2 separate regions of the Mus musculus genome follow, and region 2 is linked to region 1. A link is a contact called in public HiChIP or PLAC-seq data. All regions are on one chromosome and are shown on one strand. Each heading gives the region's core, a stretch centred on a gene start, on an enhancer-like site or on the middle of the called end of the contact. The rest is flanking DNA. Distances are from core to core; before and after follow the strand shown.

Region 1 (4,495 bases), core at 1,295-3,794:
CAGAATTGGCTTTCCATTGTAGACATTGATCTCCACTGTAAAGAACACATTGAGCAATGAAGAAAATTAGAAAGAAAGTCAGAATGAGAAGATTAAAAGTATCAAAATGACCCACAGCTCCCTTTTTGAGCATCGACCTGTTGGGTCTTGTCATTGGATTTTATAGCTTAGGTTGCTGAAACCTGTTCACTTTACCACTTGGTTGTGATTTTCTCTGGTTTGCTGCTTTTGGTGCTATTTGCTTTTATCGACTATTAATGTAGTCAAACCAGTTTAAATGCTTTTGCTAGTCTCTCTGGATATTGCTTAGCCTTTTGTGCATGCTTAACACTTTATGACTTTTAAAGCATACTTGTGGCTGGTTGAAGGGCATCAAGCATGGGTAGTTTCCTCCAGGGTACAATCAGGGATCTAGAGAGATGATGCTGTTGGTTAAGCTAGAGTTTTGGGTTAGTAAGCAGATTTAATCTCCTAATTTTATTGATGGAAGATAATTGAGAACTGACTTGTCTCTTCATTTCATCTTTTCTTTTAATCAGAGAAGATATTCCAAGCTAGTGTTGAATAAGGCAGGAATGAATGAAAAAAATGAATGATTGAAAGCAGCTGACAGAGGCATCAATGGGAGGAGAGGTCCTTGGTCCTGTGAAGGCTCGATAGATGTCCCAGTGTAGAGGAATCAAGGGTGGGAAGGTGGGAGAGGGTGGGTGGGTGGAGGAGTACCCTCATAGAAGGGAGGATGGGATAGGGGGTTTCTGGGAACAGGGTAAACGGTGAAAGGAGATAACATTTGAAATGTAAATAAAGAAAATATCCAATTTAAAAGAGAAAAGAAAAAGAAAGCAGCTGACTGAATCTATTTCTTTCCATTGGTTAGAAGACAGACCATATATATATATATATATATATATATATATATATATATATATATATATATATATATATTAGAAGGCAGAATATATGTGTGTGTGTGTATATATATATACACACACATATATATATTAAAATCTCTCCTCTGGCCCCACTACTTGTACTGGAAACTCAGCTACTTCTGTTTCCTTCTCCTTATTCCATGTTCCTTTATAGCCAGCCCAGGCCTGTGGCTCATGCTCATAGTCTTTTATTGAAAACAACATTGACTGGGCAAAGGCTAACTTTGTCGAATTTGCATTTGGAGAGTTTTCATGTACTTTTGTGTGTAGATAGAAGTATAAAGTGGATAGGATTTTATCCTATTACAGAGAGTGTAACTTGTGAAAAAGTGATGAAAAGCTTGACACGTATAAACAGACATGAGACATGGGCATTGGCTTTCCTTTCCTCAGTGGTGAGAGGACTGGCAAGAAACATCCAAGTGTATAACCCTACGCCCAACAGCCTTGATGTTCGCTGGGACCCCGCCCCAGGGCCAGTGCAGCAGTACCGCATTGTGTACTCCCCTGTTGCTGGTACAAGACCCTCAGAATCTGTAAGTAATTTTGCTGTCTTAGAGCTCAGAAAAGAATGTTGTCAACTCTGTTGTGGCTTCTGCCACAGCAGCTGGCTAGGGAACAATAATGGTGTCACTGCCTCTCATGTAGACTAGGTTTCCTGATTACTATGGTTGCATGTTTGAGTACCATTTAGGAGCTTTTATAACCCACCCACATGTTAGTACATAATATTTAAATGATTGTGTTTGTGAGTTATGACAGATGTAGTAATTATAAGTTTGCTTAGGAAAGAACTTGGGGAAAAAGTGAATTAGCTATGAGACATACTGTTTCTAGAGCTTTCAATAGTAGATACATTGAGAAACTACACAGTCTTTGCTGTGAAAATATTTTAATTACACATTTATTTATTAGCTCTTACAAACTACAGTGTCTCTTTAGTACTCTTCAGTATCTTATCCAAGTGCTAACCAGGCTGTTTACCATCTAAGGTCAGGTGCAAACAGACATGTTTGGGGTGGTATGGTCAGAGACTTGCAGCTAGCTTCCTGATAAATCTCAGATCTGTTTTGTGAGTAGGCCAATACCGTACAAATCTGAAGTTCCTTGGTATGAATAATAATAGCATCAAAATGCTGAAAGGGAAAGAATTTTATGGACTGACAAGTCTTTGCAAAAGTAAGCAATGATGGGCAAAGATAAGAAAATGATAAGCAATGAATGTATTCTGGAGTAGCATTGATTTTAATGTTCTTTTATATGGTATGGCATAATTTCTTTCTTAATGACTTTACCCTAATCCAAATTAATGCCTTAACACCAAATATCTCTGCCACTAGCATGGGATCCCTTCTCTCATGCTTATGTGACATTTAGAATCTACTCTGAGCAAATACACGTACATATTCCATTTATGAGTCTTTATGAGAAATGTAAATGGGAGAAAATTGAAGCAAATGTGTAAGGGGGATTTCTGAGAATAACTGTGTCTAATAATGAGCTAGAGGCAGATCTTGCAGAGAAGCGCACTTGGCTCCTGACATGCCTGGGCGCAGCCTTTTACGATAAATACTATTGTGCTGACTAACCGAGGACCTGGCAAGCATTAGCTGTCAGCAGAATTTGGCACATTTTTCTCCCCTTCAGATTGTGGTGCCAGGGAATACCCGAACGGTGCATCTGGAGAGGTTGATTCCTGACACACCCTACTCTGTGAATATCGTGGCTCTCTACTCAGATGGAGAGGGGAATCCCAGCCCCAGCCAGGGCCGAACACGTGAGCCAAGCATCCTATTTCCACTTTATCTCTTGTCACTGAGTGAGGGGTGGGTGGTAGGTGGTAGGTGAGGGACTCCGAGGACTTGGTACAGAACAGGGTAGTGTCTGCATGTAATCCTTCTTGGGATTTCCCACATTCACATTCTAGGCTCAGGCTGTGTGTCCACAGCTATCTTTTGTGCTGAATGAATTTCATTTGAATGTTAACAACAATATGAACCAACCACTACCCCCAGAGCTCCCAGGGTCTAAACCACCAACCAAAGAGTACACATGGAGGGACCCATGGATCCAGCCACATATATAGCAGAGGATGATCTTGTTGGACATCAATGGGAGGAGAGGCCCTTGGTCCTGAGAAGGCTCTATGCCCCAGTGTAGGGGAATGCCAGAACAGGGAAGAGGGAGTGAGTGGGTTGGTGAGCAGTGTGAGGAGGGATGGGAAAGGGAGTTTTCTTAGGGGAAACCAGGAAAGGGGATAACATTTGAAATGTAAATTAAAAAATCTAATGAGAACAAATAAAAAGAGTAAAACCTTAAAATCTGGGGTCTAAATAAAAGAGTTCTTTCCTCTTTGTCCCCTTCTTTTTTTAATGCAGTGTGTTTTATCGCTAAACAGGCACTGGAAATGTGAAGGCTTAGCCTCTCTACTTCAAGTGGAGATGGTTACAGTGGTTAAAACAATCCCTTTCTTTCCCAGGCTGCATATTTCAGTGCAAACCTAGCTCTGTCTTGTTGAAAGTTTAGTACATAACCATATCTCTGAAAGGGAGCGTGTCATGCTGTGTGGTGTCCCATGAAAACCACAGAAGGTAGTGTACAGCGTCACAGGGAGTAAGCATGATGAATGGTGACTTCAGCACCAGTAAGCACCTCCTGTAAGCTGGCCTGAAAAATGCTATCAGGTAAGCAGCAAAACCAACTGTATTTTATCTAGTTCCAAGAAGTGGACCAAGGAACATACGGGTCTTTGGGGAGACGACCAACAGCCTCTCTGTAGCCTGGGACCATGCTGATGGGCCAGTTCAGCAATACAGGATCATCTACTCTCCTACTGTCGGCGATCCAATTGATGAATATGTATGTATACTACCCACTGATTGGCATTTAAACAATCATTTCACCTGGTAGGAGGGTGAGATTAAGCTTCTTTTTGAGACGGTTACTCCTGAGCTCTTGGATCTTATGTGACAGGTCTCATGTAGTTTTCTCTAATGTAGGGACAACAGGAAAGTTCCTGCTTGAAACTTCCATGGTGAAACAGTGATTTGGGGATCATTTCCATTGTAAGGACTGACTGAAAAACTGTCCTAGTCTACATTTCTAACTGTTGACTCCCATGAAAAGGTCTACTATAATATGCCACACATTAATCCATAACTAGTGTCCAAACTAATATCCAGATGATGTGACTATTCCAATCTTACCCTTCTAGACCAATTCCCCTGCATGGTTTCCCCTTGGTATCTTAGTACTAGTGTCCACTTTCTCTAAACTCACATCTGTTTTCTGTAGTCTTTTGGTTTAGAATGTACAAACCTCCTGTTAGTTGGTTCTAGGTTCTATTTCTCCCTCCCTTCTCTATCCCTCCTTCTTCTTTCTTTGATTCTTTCACTAAGAATTAAACTCAGGACTTGGGGTATGAGAAACAATCTCTCTGCCATTGACTTACATTGAGAATCTCTTCAAACTCTTGGCAGTATAAATATTGTGTCCCCCTGGACACGGGTTCAAGTTCTTCATCTCTCTCTCCCCTCAATTCCCCAATACCCCCTTCCCCAATC
Region 2 (4,495 bases), core at 842-3,341, 70 kb before region 1:
TGTAGCTGTTGGTTTGCCTCACCCACCTTTCTTGCAGCATATCTTCCCCCCTCCCCCAGCCTCCCCGTTAAAAAGGACTTGAGCAAAAGGAGCCCCTGCCTGGGTGCCTGCCGCTCGCAGCTCTAGGCTGGAGAGGATGTTTGTGTCCAGAAGTCTTTTCCAATCGGTCTTCAGGCTGCAGACTGAGCAAGAGGAAGACAGGGATAGACACTCTCCACTTGTCCAGCTCTCCCTTTCTAGATAGGGAGTGTCATTGTGCTTGTGTGTGTGTGTCCTTCTATGGCTGGTGTAGTCCTTCACCTTCACAGTGGGGTGCTGGAACCATAGCCCTGGTCTGTCTTGTTGCCACCTTCCTTTACGTGTCTGGGGACCATACTGGACGCTTTTCCCTACATGTGCATGTCCTGCTGAAGAGCAGGCTTGGAAGCTGAGTTCCCTTCAGGCATGAAGAGGGGGCTCGCTGCTCCTGGGTGGCTCTGAGCATCACAGGGATGTAAAAGATCAGCTGTGTCGCATACATTGGTGTTTGCATCTTCCAGATGCGTTCACACCCTGGCTGGAGGGTCTAGGCAGACACCAGAACTGTGGAGACATGAGGGAAAAGCCTGCGCATTGTGTGGGCGCTTTGTGCAAGTTGCTCAGCGGCCTTTGAGTGGGCCCTGCGTGCTCCAAGAATGTGCAGAGGTGGTGGCCATTCTCATTTTTCTCGTTTCTTTTCTTCCAGGCTCCTCTCTTGCTCTGGTTAGCTCTGGCCAGAGGCCGCCCGTGCGTGGGGCAAGGCGCAAGGGAACTGGGAAAAAGCGTGCAGAGTTTTGGTCAATTCCAACACTAATGTGCCTAGAGCAGGGAAGTCAAATCTGCAGAGGTAAGATCAAGCATGGAAGAAAGGCTTAAGTCAGGTGTGCTCGCAACTTCTGCTACCAAGGGGCGGTCTACTCCAGGGTCTAGAGCCCTGTCCTGTTTCCAGTACCCACTAGCCCAACCCTGCTGAGGCGACGTCTCTGGGCTTCAAGGGGCGGGAAATTCGCGGAGCGAGTTCTGAGCTCACAAACGCGTGTAGGAATCCGTCTTCGAGCCCTTTCCGGATAACAACGTGTGACTACTGGACACTTCATCCCATGCGTCTTGTACAATTTGGCAACTTCAAGTGCCAGACTCCCACTGCGTCCAAGGGGTGGAGTGCCGGGAACCGGGGAGCTGCAGAAAAGAGCCCGTGTGCTGGCGGAGTATCCGGCTCCTAGTTGGCCTTCTCAGTAGCTCGCGCCTGCGTGCGAGCGTCCCCGAGCGAGCTCCTCTCCGTCCTTTTCACCTCTAGGAATTTTTTAGGGAAGAGCTGCCTGAAGCCCCAACGTGGGCCAGATTTTACTCTTAAACTGACAAGAAATTTCTAAGGAGAATAAAACTTGTTCTTAAGTGTCCCGTTGGGATGCCCCCGCCGCCCCCGCCCCCAGGTACCAATAACTTTCCTCTCCCTCCCTCCAGACTGAATCGAAGCCTCCCATCTCTATCCTGAAAAACTAGGTTAGACAGACAGGCCTGGGAAAGCCATCCTAGCCCTGAGCCGGGAGCAGGCAGGCGGCTGTCGGAGTTTTCAAAGTCGCGCCTTGGAGACTGGGAAAGACAGAGGCCCGCCGCGTGCACAGACAGTTAGTTAATGGAAAGCCTGTAAATCGGTTTTAAGTGCACCCAGGACAGAGGGGGAGGAAGGTGGACGTGGGGACGGTGGCGGCCGGAGATGCAATGGTGAGGGACAAAGGGGATGCCCATCCCGCTGCTCTGAAACGAAGATCCGTTCCCCACTTCTCCATTGTTCTTATTTTAGAAAAATAAACGTATTAAAGAAACTCGTTGGGTTAGGGAAACCCGAGCCCCCTAGCCCGCCCCAAGCGGAGGAGTCCGCGGCCTCCCTTGGCAGGGAACCCGGCTGCGGCTGTCCCCCTCTCTCCCTCCCTCCTCCCCGCCCCCGGAGGGGCATTGCTACTACGGCGATCGCCACCTCACGCCGAAGGAATGCTCGAAGTATGCACACGTTCCCAAAAGTAGACCTCCTTCACCGCCGAGGAGCATACATCACCCGTGGCAGCCTTCCACCTTCTCAGGCGTTTCGTAACCGAGTAAACTGAGAGCCGGGAACAGCCCTCTATTAAGTAGCCCGCGGCGCGGAGTCTCTTCCCAGTCGGCAAAGGCGGCCGCTGCAGACGCGTCCGCCCGCAGCTGCATTCAGTCCCCCTGCCTCCGCTCACTCTGCGCACTAGGCGCTGCTGCTGGGTGCTCCCATCGCCTTTTCCACACCGGCGGCCGCCAGGTGCTCCCGGAGCGCAGCGCCCTCCCAGGCCCGGGGGGTCCCACGCGCAGGCTGCTGGACGCCCGCTCCCTCTGTCACCTCCGGCTCAGGTCAGTCTGGCTTCTGTTCCCCACCCCAACCCCCACCCCTCGCGCCCTTTCCCAAAGATAACTGGGGAAAGTGGCTTCTTGCTTGCACCTTAACCCGGGGCTGGCAGAATGCCCAGCAGGGGCTGCTTGGCTTTGGAAGCGATTGATTAGTGTGCCCGAGATAGATCTGTGGCACAGGAGTTTGGCGGTTTCTTTGGAGTTTTGGAGGGAGAAGGAAAGGTGGCTTGCTTGTGTGCCAAGTGGGACTCAGTGTATCCATCTGTAGGGCAATGTCCTCTATAGTCTCTGTCGCTTTCAGTGAAGTGCACGGGCTGCATAGGTCGCTCTTTATAATCTGGTGGCTTTGCCAGGGACTCCAGGCTTGCAGCAGGGACTCAAGGCATTGCCAGAAAACGAAGTGAAGTACTGTACGCTCCGCGAAGAATTCCATGGAGGGCCAGTGGAAAGCGCTCCAGCTTGGGGAGACTAGGCGCTAGTGGCATCTCCAGATGCTCGGGGGAGCTGCCCTGGCTCCATCCTCCACTGCTTTCAAAGTGCTGCTGGGTTAGGCCAGCTCTCGCAGCTTCTGAGACTTCCTTTTTGGGTTCCTCCTGAATGCACTGGGATTAAGTTTTACCCAGGGTCAGTCAATGGGACCTTTGAGGAGGGTTCTCCTCCAGTCTTTGAGTGCACAGATCAGAGTGCGTGGAGTCAGTGCATTTGAGAGCAGTTGACAAATGGGACCTGCATCTGGCTTCCTCAGCCACCATCCCCTGACCAATTCAGATCTTTGGCATACACCTCCTCTCAGCTCCAAGGTTAGGGTCTTCTAAAGAATACTGGGGTAGGATTGGGGGAGGGGGGCGAAGAAACAAGTCTAAGCTCGTCCTTGGCTAGGTAGCCTTTATAGAAGACGTAGGTGACGCCTGGACTCTAGATGGGCCCACGAAACATTTGTGTGCCTGTGTGTGCGTTTGAAAAAAAAAGTTAAATTGAGAGAGTTAAGAAGTTGGCTCCTTCCAGCAAGGGGTGGGGGAGGGGCAAGTTGTCCGAAAGAGACCAGTTCCCATAGTGCCCCCACTCCGGGCAGTTGATTCATTTTCATTCATGAGGGGAAGTGAGGGAAATCCTACTGCCACGTAAGGGCTACCGCTTTCAGACATCTATGTCTGAGAATGCTCAATGAAGTGTTGCTAAGCACTCCGATAAATGTTTTGGCTAAGAAGGAGAGAGAAGTTTTTCTTTAAAACGTATACGAACGGAATTCTTGGCTGGCTGAGATGGCTGAGTTATTCATCAGATACCCCAAAGAGAAGTGATTCATTCTTGATGCTGAGACAGGAAGCCGATAGGTGGCGCACTAGACTAAGACTAGACTAACTCAAGTTTTTTGTTCACCCTTTTAACACCCCCCCCCCCCCCAAATACTGCACACCGATTTTTGTGGGTAGGTTACCACTCTTTAACTTTTCGTGAGCACAACTGCGGACTGCATTCTAAATTATCATATCAGCGTTATGGCCGGGTGACGACAACAATGAAGCATTTATGCTTTTTTAATCTTTACAAATTTTGACTAATGTAGGAAAGGGTTTGTTGTTAATTAGGGGGAGAAGACATTACTAAAACCCCTTAGATCCCAGAGCTGCGCCAAAATTTTAATATTGGCTTCATAAAAAGGAGCTCTGGGCAATTTGGCTTGCCTGCTCATCAGACATGTAAAATGCAATTTACACTCGGATGAGGAAAGCTGCCCTAACCCTCGTGCCAATGATTTGGAAAGGCAGGGTTGGAGACTGTCAGTTCCTTTTTTCTCAAGGAGAGCCCAACCTTTGGCTTATTTTTGAATTCCCAAACACAAATGGGGGAGTGCTCCCCGCTATTTGTCATGAGGCCTATGGTGTAGCCTTAAAGTTATGTGTGCACTTCTGAATCTCCTCGTTCTGTTTTTTGCATTTGGCCACAGACACCTTCCCAGTCCAGCTAATTGCTGGTAACTTTTGTTCCTGGATTGGATCATAGAATATACTAGGGCAGTCCTTTCTGCTGCTAAAACAGCTACTGTGTGTTGAGAAAGTAAAAAGGATGAGTGGAACTCTTTGCCGTTAAGGAAGAAATCTAT

What was found. HiChIP or PLAC-seq counts read pairs in DNA pulled down with a chosen protein or histone mark.
Region 2: an H3K27ac HiChIP or PLAC-seq map of embryonic fibroblasts shows a contact between it and region 1, with 18 read pairs. The contact joins the promoter of Col12a1 here to the enhancer-like site in region 1. A contact is called at or near these places in 8 of 484 Hi-C or Micro-C datasets (the HL-1 cell line, adipose-derived mesenchymal stem cells, cranial neural crest and 3 more) and 2 of 115 datasets of contacts at active chromatin or transcription factors (embryonic fibroblasts and extraembryonic endoderm stem cells).

The regions. Positions count from the first base shown.
Region 1 is chr9:79,646,875-79,651,369 of GRCm38.p6, reverse strand. Col12a1 (collagen, type XII, alpha 1) reads left to right here. Exons shown (of 66, transcript NM_001290308.1): 35 at 1,326-1,468; 36 at 2,580-2,709; 37 at 3,649-3,791. Among named protein-coding and RNA genes, the nearest start is that of Col12a1, 70 kb to the left of the region's middle. Within about 2 kb of position 2,544, at least 23 of the 459 cell types and tissues checked have an H3K27ac peak or open chromatin away from gene starts, as enhancers often do. A contact at or near this core is called in the HL-1 cell line and embryonic fibroblasts, where this site is marked.
Region 2 is chr9:79,716,318-79,720,812 of GRCm38.p6, reverse strand. It overlaps Col12a1 (collagen, type XII, alpha 1), which reads left to right and starts at 2,091. Exons shown (of 66, transcript NM_001290308.1): 1 at 2,091-2,394.